2 separate regions of the Mus musculus genome follow, and region 1 is linked to region 2. A link is a contact called in public HiChIP or PLAC-seq data. All regions are on one chromosome and are shown on one strand. Each heading gives the region's core, a stretch centred on a gene start, on an enhancer-like site or on the middle of the called end of the contact. The rest is flanking DNA. Distances are from core to core; before and after follow the strand shown. Region 1 overlaps Tspan5 (tetraspanin 5). Region 2 has its middle 84 kb from the start of 4930425O10Rik.

The links. HiChIP or PLAC-seq counts read pairs in DNA pulled down with a chosen protein or histone mark.
Region 1: an H3K27ac HiChIP or PLAC-seq map of T-cell acute lymphoblastic leukemia shows a contact between it and region 2, with 6 times the contacts expected there. The contact joins two enhancer-like sites. A contact is called at or near these places in 1 of 484 Hi-C or Micro-C datasets (bone marrow-derived macrophages), 7 of 115 datasets of contacts at active chromatin or transcription factors (T-cell acute lymphoblastic leukemia, differentiating embryonic stem cells, embryonic stem cells and 1 more) and 1 of 9 other capture datasets (adipose tissue).

What each region holds. Positions count from the first base shown.
Region 1 is chr3:138,873,514-138,880,502 of GRCm38.p6, reverse strand. The region is part of intron 2 of Tspan5 (tetraspanin 5); the gene reads right to left. Among named protein-coding and RNA genes, the nearest start is that of Tspan5, 130 kb to the right of the region's middle. Within about 2 kb of position 3,277, at least 65 of the 459 cell types and tissues checked have an H3K27ac peak or open chromatin away from gene starts, as enhancers often do. A contact at or near this core is called in T-cell acute lymphoblastic leukemia, where this site is marked.
Region 2 is chr3:138,639,598-138,646,828 of GRCm38.p6, reverse strand. No RefSeq gene overlaps it. Among named protein-coding and RNA genes, the nearest start is that of 4930425O10Rik, 84 kb to the left of the region's middle. Within about 2 kb of position 2,483, at least 123 of the 459 cell types and tissues checked have an H3K27ac peak or open chromatin away from gene starts, as enhancers often do. A contact at or near this core is called in T-cell acute lymphoblastic leukemia, where this site is marked.

The DNA.
Region 1 (6,989 bases), core at 2,028-4,527, 230 kb before region 2:
GCTCAGAGGTCAAGAGCACTGACTGCTCTTCCAGAGGTCCTGAGTTCAAATCCCAGCAACCACATGGTGGCTCACAAACGTCTGTAATGGGATCCGATGTTCTCTTCTGGTGTGTCTGTAGACAGTTACAGTGTACTCATGTACATAAAATAAATAAATCTTAAAAAAGACAAAGAAAAGCAGCACAAGAGCAGGGGGGATTCCAGCTATTTCCTGGGCATACAAGCTGGTGGCCCCCGCCCTTTGGGATGGAGGTGCAAGGAGTGGAAGTTCACGGCCATCCTTAGCTACACAGTGAATTCAAAGCCAGGCCATACAGGAAACTCGAAACAAAATATCAAGGTGGAAAGAAAACTAACAAGGACTAAAAGAGAAAGTTCTACTTGAGTTTTTAATCTGGACCCAGAGAGTCTTGCTTTGATGCTCCTGAAGATTTTAACAGAGCCTGTCTAAAACTAAAGCTCACACTTCATGCTGGAAAGAGGGAAGGGCTGTTTAGGGACATCAGAGAAGAAGAGTGAAAGAAGTACTACGTCTCAACTGATGCCTTCTCCAGGCTAGCTGGTGACCCATGTCAGCAGCAATTAAGGCTGGTCCTGGCTCATTCATGAGAACTGGCTTTCAACTCAGCATTAGCAAAGAGATGAGCAGTCTGGATGGAACCTGGGGACTCTGGTAGCGACATCACTGGCCAGCAATACTACCACGGCTTACGTCCTAATTCTGCACGTAAAGTTGACTATCTTAGCTTTGGAGTTTAAACACTAACTTTTAAATCTTGAAACTTATTTTTTAAAAACGAGCACAAACCGTCCTCTGGCGACTGTCCCTCCAATAGCCAGAGCTGACATGACAAGCACACACACATGGCCTAGCACTGGAATGTGACAAGTTTTTATCCTTCTCCTACCTGTATGCTCCAGGCATGGAGGGGGTAGTGAGGCCAATGATGTTGACCTTGGCAGAAGTCAGAAAATGCCACTCTGAGATGCTGAGTCTAGGTGGAGGGAGAGTGGAGTGACTGGTCACCTGTGCTTAGGGTGACAAGGAAGGGAGATTCTGACCCCCTTGGGGGGTCGGGGGGAAGCAGATGCAGAAAGAGAAGGGATGAGAATAAGGGAAAATAATGGTGGTGTGTGTGTGTGTGTGTGTGTGTGTGTGTGTGCGATTAAGAATATTAAGATTATAATAATAGGAGCTGATGTAAATTAGCACACATTCCTAAACTTGCCTCATATTCATGCTGCAATCCAGCTCAGATTACGGCTGTCCCAGCAAGCAAGAGAGGAAAGCCGAATCACTCATAACATAAAGCGCTGCTCTAAACACGAGATACAGCTCAGTCCATTACAAACGTGAAAGCAACAAGTGTTTTCAACAAATCGCCACTCCAGAAACTGGACAACCAGCTTTTGTTATTTTGTCTTTTTTTTTTTCTTCAGAGCTATGTATACGTATGCATGTATGTGTGCCAACCTGATGTGTGGGAAGTATGTAGAAGACAGGCGTTGACACTAGACTTTTTTTTTTTTTTTTGTCAACTGCTTCTCCATCATTTTTGTTTGTTTGTTTTTAGAGACAGAGTCCTTTCCTGAACCTGGAGTTTACCATTTTGGCTATACTGTCTAGTGAGATCCTGGCATCTTGTGACCTCCCAGTGCCAGACTTAAAAGTGTGTGCCATCTTGTCCTGATCTTAACGGACGCTGGGGATCTGGATTTAGGTCCTTGCCGGTGCACAGTAACCACTTTGCCCTCTGACCCACCTCCCTCCCCAGACACGGCAATTCTGTTTTTAATTCTTCATTTGAAGCAATGTCAGTATGTAGTTCAGGTTGGCCTCAAAGTCAACGTGCAATCCAGGCAGGGCTTGAACTCAGTGTGATCCTCCTGTTGTAGCCTCTTAGATGTTTGGATTATCTCTATATACTATTTCACATGGCTCCTAGCTTTATAGATTAATTCATTTTTTGAGGGACCTCTATTCCTTTCTTCATAACGGCTCTTCTAATTTATATTTTTACCAACACTGTGCAAGGGTTCACTTTCCACACCTTCATTAGCACTTGTTATTATCTTTCATCTGGCAAAATTGTTTTGCATCTCAGTTTCTCTGCTTACTGCCTATGTGATTGTAGGCAAGCCGCCTCACCTGCCTAAGCCTCAATTTACACATCCGTGAAATTATAGCATATGCCATAAGGTGATTATGAGAACGAGATAGATCAAGTAAATGCAAACACTCTGCGCGAAATACCTGGCACAGAAAAGAATCCAGTGACAGCTTAGCTCTATCATCCACATCTCTATTACGTTAGGACAAGGGGATGCCACCACATCCACGGGTACATCTGAGAGGAAGGATGCTCTGGCTGGGTTTGTGTGTCAACTCGACACAAGCTGGAGTGAGCAGAGAGGAAGGAGCCCAGTTAGCCAGCTGAGGAAATGACTCCAGGAGATCCAGCTGTAAGGCATTTCCTCCTTTAGTGATCAACGTGGGAGTTGGCATCCCCTGGGCTAGCGGTCCTGGGTTCTGTAAGAAAGCAGGGTGATCAAGCCACAGCAAGGAAGCAAGGAAGCAGGAAGCCAGTAAGCGGTGCACCTCCATGGCCTCTGTATCAGCTCCTGTTTCCAAGATCCTGCTTCAGTTCCTGCCCTGACTTCCTCTGGTGATAAGTAGCAATGTGGAAGTGGAAGCTGAATAAACCCTTTCCTGCCCAACTTGCTTTTTGGTCATGCTATTTTGTCTCAGCAAAAGAAACCCTAAGACACTCGCTCTCACTCGCACGTATACACATACGCACGCACGCACGCGCTACCAGAGAGGAATCTCTTGCTCCAAGTACTTCCCCTGCCTGGTGCCTAAGGAAATCTGAGGCCACTCTGTTGATTTCACAAAGTGAGGCAAAAGTATCTGGAGCTCGCTAATTGGATCTTTGCGGGACAGGGTAGGGGGTAAAAATAATAGAAGCTTGTACAGAGGAGGGCAGAGGGGAGAACCAGGAGGGAGCAAAAGCAGGACTAGGTAAAAGCTTCTATGGGTACCCAGAAGCGGCACAGCGGGAGGAAGAAGACGGAGAAGTCACAGCCTCAAGGGGACCCTGCCCAAGCAGCAGCTGGATCCTTCTGCAGCCAGGGAGCTGACAGCACATGGTGGCGGTTGGACTCAGAACTCTGCAGTGACCTTCTTATGGTTGCTCAACTCCAGTCTGTCCGCATAAGCTCCGGTAAGAGGGTGGAAACATCCGCCAACCTTCGTCCCCACCGCGTCACCAGCACCTCATCCGCCCAGCCATCTCTGCTGCTGAAGCAGCATCTTCTTCACGGTTCCCGCAAGAGAGGAGTCTGTTCTGGGTAACAATTTCTTCTTCAAAGAAGTTGCTTTTTGCAAGCGCCAGAAACAAAAAAAGGCAAACAAAGCTGCGGTGTGTTCCAAGCCAATACACTTCAGGAGTGTCTGTGGTTTTCCTCAGCGCCAGCACAGAGCAGCCTCTGTGTGCCACCTGGCAGGCTGCAGTTTCTTCTGTCAACCCACACAGAGAAGAACTGCAAAAAAATAGCAGGAACGCACCCCGGGGTCTGGGGCTCTCCTGTCTTTTCATAAACAAGCAGATTCCTTCCAACGGCTGGACGAGAAACAGAGAGGCAGGCATATGAAATGTGTACAAACCCAGACCAGTTGAATTCCGCTGAGATATTTCTGACACTGGGTCCTGATTCACCTATGCCCCACACACCAGGCCTTACCGTAATGGTGGGCCTGAAAACCTCCCCAGGATACGAGGGAAGGAGCCATTTCCATTGCTGACAATGGCGGGTGCGACATTTCAAAGAACATGCAGCTCCCCATAGAGGGGGTTGTCCTGGAGAATTGGAAATGTGTTTCTGAAGGATGTCCGCAGAAGGACCAGGCAGGGGACTATGGAAACACATCAAAGGCCCTCCAAGAATGTGCCATGGCAGTCATTTTGTAAAAACCCAAGTCTCCATCTACGGGATGGATGAACTGCGCAGAGGCCAGAGGGGGTAGGGGATGAAGAGTGCCAGGAGAGCGTGTCAGGAGATGTGATGGGGCGAGAGCAGCCTAGCTCACACCTAGTAGAAAAGCTCACAAGCAGGAAAGCCAACTGCTTCAAAGGCACAAGATCCCTTCCATTTTACCTTGTCAAGCAAGTTCATCAGAGTGACTCAAGTAATCCTTTCTTGCAAAATTAAAAAAAAAAAATCGTCATGAGGTATCTTTGAAGAGATGAAGAGGGTTACGATCATCTTTTAAGCCTATACAGAATCTAGCAGTCAAGCAGCTGTTGGGAGGACAGCTGGGCCAAGTTCCACAGGCTGGCATTGCTCACAGGTAGGGAAGACACAGTCCCCGCCCCCACGAGTGAGTGACTGTCCCGCAGACACAGCTCCACACAGAAGTGTCCCCACATGCTAAGGTCCCTGTGTTCCTTGCCGCTTGCTGGATTCTTTCATGTATCTATTTAGAAGGCAGAAAATATACTTAGGAACATTCTAGTCTTAAACAGAATATTTAAACAGAAAAAGCAATAGAAGCTCTGTTTAGGACTGAACGCCTCTCCAGCCCATTAGTATGTTGAAACATAATCACCACCAATTGTTGAAGATGATATCTTGAAGGATATTAGGCTAGGAGAAGGCCATGAGACTAGAACCCCAATGCCCTGACAGGGGTCCTTGTAAGAAGAGGAAGAGAGCAGAGCCTGGCCTCTCTCATCCTGCCCTGTGCAGATGCAGTGCGGATTCACCCATCTGCAGACTAGGACGACAGACAGTCTTCTCTTGGAATGGAACCAGCCAGCGCCTTGATGTAGACGGCCATCCTTCTCAGGGCTGTGAGGGACCAAGGGCTATCATTCGTCATTTAGTCCACAGTGTAGTATCTTGTCTTAGTCTGCAGTCTGAAGTTGAGATGCCAAGGACTCCATCAGTCTTGGCCATTTAGAGTAAGATCCAGTGACAGCCTACAGCCTGTCCACAGGGAGAGGCTATGGGCAGCTATCCAAGAGTGCTGCCATGTGCTCGGAGATGGAAGGCCATGTCAGCAGACTTGAGACGCAGAAACAACTTGGTCAACAGGGTCTCTGGATGTGACAAATGACGAAGACAGAATAGGGTGTCTGGATGGGACTGGACCTGCCCTGCGGATGCTCAGGAGAGGAGAGCCCAGGCACTTCTGTACCAGGAAGCTCCATGTAGGCAGTGGCTAGGCACCACGGACGCAGCTGGTGGGCCAGTTGTGGAGAAGGCCCAGTCCTGAGAGCCACCCTGCTGAGACCTGCATTACTTTACTCTCATGACAAACCTATAACCTGGGTACTCCAGGTGGGGAAACAGACAGAAAGTGAGAGAGGTCAACCTGCCAAATCACTGAAGGGAGAAACCTCCCTTCCCCTGTAGGGATGTCTATCTAGGTCACATGGCCACTGAGCTGTAAGTCCTGTCCCCTTGGTATTCCCTACTGAATAACAAGCACGGCCCCAGAAGTTGTCTGCCTAGTAGCAGAGGCTGTGTTAGAGAAGGCAGGGGAGACTGGAAATCCAAAAGGCACAGGCAGGATCAAGGAAGGGCTCTTTCCTATTCTGGGAAGTGGAGTCCTCTCATCCCCTGTTAACAGCCATAAAACTCTCCCTTTCAACAGTTAGGGAGGCCACTCCTCCCCTTGCCCTGCCTGCCGGGAACTAAGTAATAATGAGCAGAAAAGCAGACAAAAGCAGGCGAGGGAAAACACCTAATTCTCTAACAAAACAAGGTATCATACGGAGTCCCCTTCTTAACAAGAGAAACGAGAGGCCATTTCCCAGAACTTCCAAGCCTGCTATTTCAAAGGCTGTGTCACTCATACCAGATATCAGAAACAAACCAGGTGTAATTTACCTCCTTTTATGTAGTAAGAAATGTGAAAGTAGTCCATTCACGAGAAATCTTAGGGAACTACTGACTTCTGTTGCTCAATGAGAGAGGCCATGGAATAGCCAGGGCTTAAAATAATGTTCATCTCCTCACTGATGAATGGTTCAGAGATCATATTTCTTATCACTGCATTTAATACTGGGTCTTGTTATGTGGCCTCAGATGACCTCAAATTTATAACCATCTTTCTTACACTACCCTGCCAGGTGCTGGAATTACAGGCATCCACCACCCTGTGGATGCCCTGTGTAAACAACATGTTTTCTTTCTTGTTTCCCCATTTCCCACTTTTTCTTTCTTTGAGATGGGATTTCATGTAGCCTCAACTACAAAGCCAAGAACTGCCTTTAACTCATGGCCCTCCCAAATCCACCTCCAGAGTGATAGGAATAAAGGTATAGATTACCATATCAGGATTATGTACCAGAGATGGCCCCCAGGGACTTGAGAACCCCAGGGAACCACTATGCCACCCGAGCTACATCTCCAGCCCCTGGAGAGCATTTCTCGATCATCACACTAACAGGTGCCATTCAGGGACAGGAGAGAGGCCTTGGCAGTAAAGAGCACAGACTGTTCTGCAGAGGACCTGGGTACAGTTCTCGGCACCCACATCAAGCAGCTAATCCATACTCCATTTCTAGGGCATCCAAGGGCCTCTTCTGGCCTCTGCAGATACCTGCAGTGGTGGTCTCAGGGCAGAGGTGGAATTGGCAAGGCTATGAGGGAAGAAAAGCAGCAGAGTATGAGTTCCTAGGATCAAGTGAGCAGAAGAGAGAGTGAGGCACTGCAACCCGGAGCTGGGATGGGTTTCTGAGAGCCCCATGGATGAGAAACCACACTGGGTTTGTGCATGAGATTGAACTATGTGGGGACACCTAGCAAGGGCTCAGTAAGGAAACAGAAGGTCCAACTAAGCTCCCGGGCTCGCAAAGACATGGAGGGATGACAAAGGAAAGGATGCTGCCGATGACGGAGAGGATGCCCGACCCCAGGGTACACATCACCTGAACGAGTGCCTGTCGATCTCAAAGGAGAATTCTAACGGTGTGACTT
Region 2 (7,231 bases), core at 1,234-3,733:
TGTTTCCTTGGCTAAGTTCCTGCTTCCTCTCTTTTAGCCCTAACACACACGGCACTTTTACCATCTTGCACACGCGGCACGGCACGTTTACCGTCTTCGCAACTGTCACCCACTCTCACAGGTGGCTGTAGAACCAGGTCAGACTGGAATCACCTAGATTAAACACTCCGGGGCGAAGTGCAGAAATGATGCATGGATAAAATCCCCTAATTCCAGCAGTTAGGAGGCTGAGGCAGGAGAATCACGATGAGTTCAACAGCAGCCTGGGCTTTAAGTAGTAAGGCTTTATCTCAAAGCAAAACAGTAAATGCCATCTTTAGACGAGCAATGCCCTTTCTACAGCCTGATCCCGTCAAAGCTGCACAGTGGCAAACTGGGGGCTCAGGGTTGAGGGAACACGATGGCAAGCTAGCTCATTGTTGTCTTCAGACATATACTAAAAAAAGCTCTCAAATTCAGCTTGGTATTTGAAGGACACATCAGCGTATGGGAAGCAGGAGAACATGGGCTATGGGGTACAGATGGTGGTGGGAAGACCGGAGGGGCTGGAGAATAGGGAAAGGGGGAAGGTGGGGAAGGGGGAAGGCAAAGAGAGGGTTAAGGGGGAAGGTGGGGATGGGGAGGCTGAAGGATAGGGGAAGGCAGGAGATGGGGGAAGGGGGGTGGGGGAAGGTAGGGGATGGGGAAAGGTGGAGAATGGGGGACTATGGAACATGCAGAGGGCAGGACTCAGTGACTCCTCTGTTAAGCCACCAATTCTGTTCTGAGCTCCCCAAAGAAAGCAAAGGTTTGGAAACTGCTCTCATCTTCTTTAGACCACTTTGAGGTAAGCAAGTCTTTTTATTCAGGTTCTCAGCCCCAGCCCAAGCAGCTGTACCCTTGACCCATATACCTTATCCTGTGACCTGTATACATCACGTGCCCCGGAGACGAGTTTGTAGATGCAATCTTCACCATCTCACAATATCTATGAGGTTTCCTAGCGCATGTATTCACATACACCTCTACATAGGTGCACACACATGTACACTCGCACACTGGCCGGAGACTGGGGCTCTTGGAAACTGTGTGAGTGGCCAGCGTCTAACCTGGTTGTTCACCCACCATCCTGTCATTTCTAGAGTTAGCCCAGTTAGCTCACTGCAAACAATACAAGACTAAAACCAACCAGGCTCCTTACCCAGGCAGAGTGATTCACAGAACACACCATAACAGGTTTGGTTCTCAAATTATACACACAGGCAGGAAGTGTTTCCCAGCAGGTGGCAGAGCCTCCATGGGATTGTTTTGTTTAGGAAACAACCGTTCACATCAGCTCGCTGGAGGCTCCAGAAAGCCTTTATTGTTTTAACCAGGCCCTTGGTGTTTGGCCAGCTGCTCTGACATTTCATGGTGTGAGTGACTCAGTGGAGAAAGCAAAAGGCAGCAAGCCTTGAAGCCAAGCCTAGAGAACTTTCTGGAAAAGATACACAGCCTCCGGAGGGAGAGAACTGAGTGGCTACATAAGCCGCAGGTATTTTCATCTCCCCAAGCTCGGGACCCCTCGAGAGTGGTGACAGTGGGTGCTGCAAACTCACAGAAGTGGGGAGCATTCCGTCTATTTAAATTATTGTTTTCATGCTGGGTGCGATGGCCCATGCTTTTAATCCCAGCACTCAGGAGGCAGAGGCAGGTGGCTCTTTGAGTTCGAGGCCAGCTGAGAGAGAGAGAGAGAGAGAGAGAGAGAGAGAGAGAGAGAGAGAGAATGAGAGAGAGAGAGAGAGAGAGAGAGAGAGAGAGAGAGAGAGAGAGAAGCCGGCACTACACAAGGAAACCCTGTTTAGGAAAAAAAAATTTTTTTTTCAATCCGTGCTTAGAGCAACAACAATTAAGGTAAGGTTTCAGATGGGGCTCATGAACTCTCTCTCTTGAGCGTCTTGCTTGAGCAGGCTCTCTGACAGGCTGTGACTTCACGCTCGTTCCTGCTGTGATCAGTAATTATGAAATAAAACATATAGCCAGGAAAGGGTCCCACCTCCTGAGCAGGGGCGCCTCTCCCCTCCTGAGTGCCGGTACCTCTCAACTGAAAGCAAGATTAGGAGAATCCAGTGTTGGCAAGAGATAAAGGGATCAGTGGAAGAAGGAGCAGCGAAGGCCCCAGGAAATTTACATAAGCCTGAAGCCGGAGTGGTTCAGACAGCCAGAAGAGCACGCCCCCAACCTCACCCCCAACCCCAGCCCCCGCCCCGGGGAGAAAGCAGGCCAGAAGAAAACCTCTGTAATGAGCTGTGAAGCCCGTGGGCTGCAGAGGGTTAGTTAGTTAAAGTAGCCTCCCCTCCATCTATACGGCAAGCAAGCAGCTGCCACAGCAAACCTGTCTGCAGCTGGCATTTCCTTTCTTTCCCTCCCAAGGCGGCTGAGCCTTTGAAGTAATCCTGGGTGTGAAAAGCTGGGAGGAGGTGCACAGAAGACCCACTTGGAAGCCACCTTCACAGAGCGGGCGGTGAGGCTCTGGAGACAGCAGCTACGGGATGGCGAGCTAGCAAGAGGCAAGGCGGACCGCCCAGCCTAATGGGCCTCCTCCAGCGCTGGAAACTCGCATCCCATTTCTCTTAGGCAACAGAGAAGGCAAAAGACACAGTGATCCTAAAGAGCGGCCCTTCTAAGCCACAGTGAATTCCCTAGGACAAACAACTTTTGGGCCGTTGGACGGCTCAGTGAGTGGGTAAAGGTGCTCAGCGCCCTGCCAGACATCAGGGTGGGGGAAAACATCATTTACAAGTTGTCCTCCGGGCGTCGCAGGCCTCTGAGCTCTCTTCCGCCCATTCATACCCGTAGTCCGTGGGTCTTTGGAGCCTGAAATCCGTGAACAGTCGGACCAGAAGAGAGACTGCACCGCTCGTGAATGAAGCTCGTGAGATATTTGATGATATTGACTCATGAAAACTAACTGTTGAATGGAACACAGGTCGGTGGAACAATCACAGGTGTAGATGTCAGTGTGAATACGCACCTTAGAGCTGTGGAAATGACCCTGAAGAACAGAGAACCTGAACGGTTGGAAACATTGAGTACTCCAGGCAGTAACATCCAGCTTACCCCTGGATACACACGTTGTCTTCTGATCTCTAATATGTAGGCCATGGCCTGTGCACCACATACATGTACAAATACATAGATGAATATTTAAAACTTAAAGAAAACCAGCTTTGTCAGGGTGACAACATGCCCACAATTCCAGCACTTCGAAGTGGAGGGAGAAGGACCAGCAGTTCAAGGCTAGCCTCAGCTACATGGTGAGATTGAGGTAGGCCTGGGCTACATGGAAAAAAAACAAAATAAAACAAAAAACAAACAAAAACCCAGAAAGAGAGCTTTGTTGATCTATGCTCAGGAATAAGGCATAAACAATGATTTAAATATTTAACACATTACTTCTACAAAAAAAGAAAAGAAAAGGCAAAGAAAATGGAAAGAAAAGCAAAATCTAGTGACTAAGTTGTGGGTGGCAGTAGAGAGTGGCAACTATACCTGCTCCAGGCCGACTTGTTGGAAGAGAATACAGATGCTAAAAGGAAAGGCTCTTTTCTCTACAGCAGACGCGGTGGGCCCTGGAGCTGCACTGGAAAAGTCTGAGCAAGAGAGGGCAGACAGAACCTGTCCCAGCTTTCTTATGACTTCCAAGCAGCCCAGAAGGGGATTTACGGGGGGGGGGGGGGGAGAAGGGAGAGAGAAAGAGAGGGGGGAGAGAAGGACAGAGGAAACACGCCCCACCCCCACTACTCACTCCCATCCCCCCCAAAAAACCCTCAACAGAACCTTTAGTTTAAGATTGCGGCTGAGGCCACCAGGGAAGCAAGACATTGAGCCACACACTAGACCAACACTGGTCAAGGGCCCCAGGCAAAGTGGAGGAAGCAGTTAAGAAGGAGAAATAAACAAATTAACTTGTCAGAGCCATCCAATTAGACAGGCCTAATGAAATAGATCCTTGCATAATAAAGTAGCATTTAGAGGGAGTGGCCATGACCATGTTTGTGATTTTATTCAGACTCCTGCTCAAAGATGCGACAAAGGTGATCACAGGCTAGCACAATACACACAACAGTGTCATGTTGGAATCATGTTGGAATATCCAACACATTACAGTAATCCTAAATATGTATTGTGCTGTTTTAAACCAGTGGTTCCAGGTACTCAAGTCCCTTTCAGGGTTCCCCCCCCATTAATAATATTAAACGCATTTTTGCCTGTTTTAGTTCCATGGTTTTGCATATAGAGTTCTCCAAAGGCAGCAAGTCTCTTAATGCCATCGTTGTTCCAAGAGCTGGTGAGAGCTACACTTACATATGTGTGTGTACATACATACCTACATGTATATATGTGTGTATTTGTAAGTATACATATATGCATATATATGTAAGTATACATATGTATGTATGTATGTATGCATGATACATGTAGATGTATGTAAACAGTCCAGTGGGGGCTGAAGCGAGAGCTCAGCAGTTAACAGTGTATGCTTTCAGTCTCTTTCAGAGGACTGAAGTGCAATTTCCAGCACCAGCATCAGAAGGCTCACAACTAGCTGTAACTCTAATTCCAAGGGATCTGTCTCCCTCTTCTGGCCTCTGTAGGCACTGCACTCACATGCACACCCCAAGCTCAGGCACCCATGTGCACACAATTTTTAAAACTTAAAAACATTCAAATGTTAGTTATAATATGCAAGTATTGAGAGACTTTATCCCATGAACAAAGCCTTTGGAGTCCTCAATAATTTAATAGCTTAAAGGAGCCTTAAAACCAAAAATTCTGAGAACTCAGGCCTGGGAAAACCTAAGTGAAATTGTACTACTTACTACACTCAGTAATAAACTTAGCATTGGAGTGCAGAGGACTTCATTTTTGTGAAAACGTTTAACGTAATTGGGTTAAGTTTACTTGAAAATTTAAAATTCAGTCATATTCAAATATGATTTTGAAAGTTATCAATCATGTGTTATAATTTATAAGTATCTAAGAAGAAAACAACTTTCCAACTATAAAATAACCCAGTTTTTAGATATTTAGTAATGCAGTATTAAAATTAAGGTATGTGCAACTTAGGTATATTTTGAGTAGAATATTTAAATTTTAATCCAGAAGTATTTACTAACAATCAGCCATAATGAGGTTTAAAACATATTCCTTACAAGCTGAGGAATTGCTATCTATAGAAATAAGCATGAAATGAAGACAAAAATTGTATGAAATAAATAGATAATTATTTACTAATTATATTTTTACTTCATTACTCTTTTTCTGTTTTTCTTTTGTGTATGAATGCATTGTCTCTGCTTATGTCTATACAACATGTGCATTCCTGGTGCCAAGGAGTCCAGAAGAGAGCATTAAATCCCCAGAACTGGAGCCTAGGACAGTTGTGAGCCACCATGTGGGTGCTGGGAACCGAACCCAGATCCCATGCAAGAGCAGCAAGTGCTTAGCCATCTCCTCAGACCCATTTTATCACTCCTATAAAAACGACTAACCCACCATTAGAATTGCTATAAATGTACAGTAATAAATTACACAGTTGCTTTTTGAAGTTTTATATACATATAAAACCCACAGCCCGACCTCAGGTTTCCAGTGTCATCAGAGTAAAGGTGGACTTTGTACATGATCTACCTGTGAGGAGTAACTAGACATTCCTTCTAAAACACAAGATGAGGGCTCCGTAGCACGTGCTTGCCTGGGCCTTGGAAGATAGGGCGGCCCATACACACTCAGAGTTTCACATAATGATCTTCTAAAACAATTTTCATATTTCTACACGGCATGTAGGTTAATTGAACCATAGGGAGAATCAGCCTTAATCATCCATCTGCTTAGGCTGGGCTTGGGCTCTGTCCCAGGCTGGGATGCATCAGAACCTGCAATGTCTCATAGACATGAAGTAAACAAGATGGGGGTCTGAAATACCCTGGAGGGGTGAGTGCATACAAGATCGGGGTTGGTTTTGTTATGTTTTTTAGCATAAACTAATAAGTTAATATATAGACTTTTTTATTTTATGTGCATGTTTTGTCTACATGTATGTCTCTGTACCAGGCACACGCGTGGTGCCCATATGGACTAGAAAGGACATACAGATGTTGGATCCTATGGAGCTGGAATTACAGACTGTTATTAACTCACCGTGTGAATGCTAGGACTTGAGTGTAGGCCTTAGTGAAGAGCACCCCATGTTCTTTACCAATGAGCCATCTCTCAAGCCCTTATATATCCACTTTAAAAATAAGGAAATTATAAAGAATAACATACCTTTAGGTCATCTACAGTCCACTGTCCAGCATGAGCTACCTTAAGATGCAGGGGACATATCTTTCTGGTTTGTTTTGTTGTGTTTGAACATGCACACATGCCCAGTTACATACCCTTCTAAGCTGGGATGGCAGCATAGATTCTGTTATACTCCGTGTTTCTGTTATCCTGTGACACCTTTGCACTTGAAGTGAAATCGGAGATACTTGCCTGAAGTGAAACATTACTCCAATTCCACAGCTGTTGGTGCTTACTGAGTGCCTCCTCTGTGATGAACATTAGACAGTTGCTAATACTCACACATTTTCAAGGTCTTGGTGTACTTATCTGATTATTTTCTTAGCGGTAAAACAATGATACAAAATATAGAAGACTTCTGATGCCTTTGGCAAACTCCCTAACAGTGGTTGTTACTTCGCGAGGCCCTGATTTCGCCATCTCTGAAGACCTCTTGCCCGCACAACACGCTTCTGCTCCTTCTCTTTGCTTTCATCTTTGCCAGTTTCCCTGGCTACTGTGTTAGCTCATAATTATTTAATTTGTATTTCTCTAATTACCAGTGAAATAAAATATATTTTATTATGCCTGCTGGCTACTTTTACTTTTTTAATGAACTGGGTTTTTTTTTTAATATAGTGAGGCTCTTCACCTGTTTTCAAATTGAGATGTGTCATATTTTTAAAGATGATTTTCCAGAGTTTTTTTAGCCTACTTTAAAGTCTTCGAGTTACTTTCAATGCTAAAGAGTGTATGTATGTGTGGTGTGAGTGTATAAGTGTGTGTGTGTGTGTTGTTGTGTGGGGGTATGGTGTGTGTATTGTGTGGGAGTATGGTGTCTGTATATGTGTGTATGTGCGTGTTTTGTGGAGGGATGTGGGGTGTGTGTGAGTGTGTGTGTGTGGGGTGCTGTAATATGTGTTTGTGTGGTGTATGAGTGGTGTTT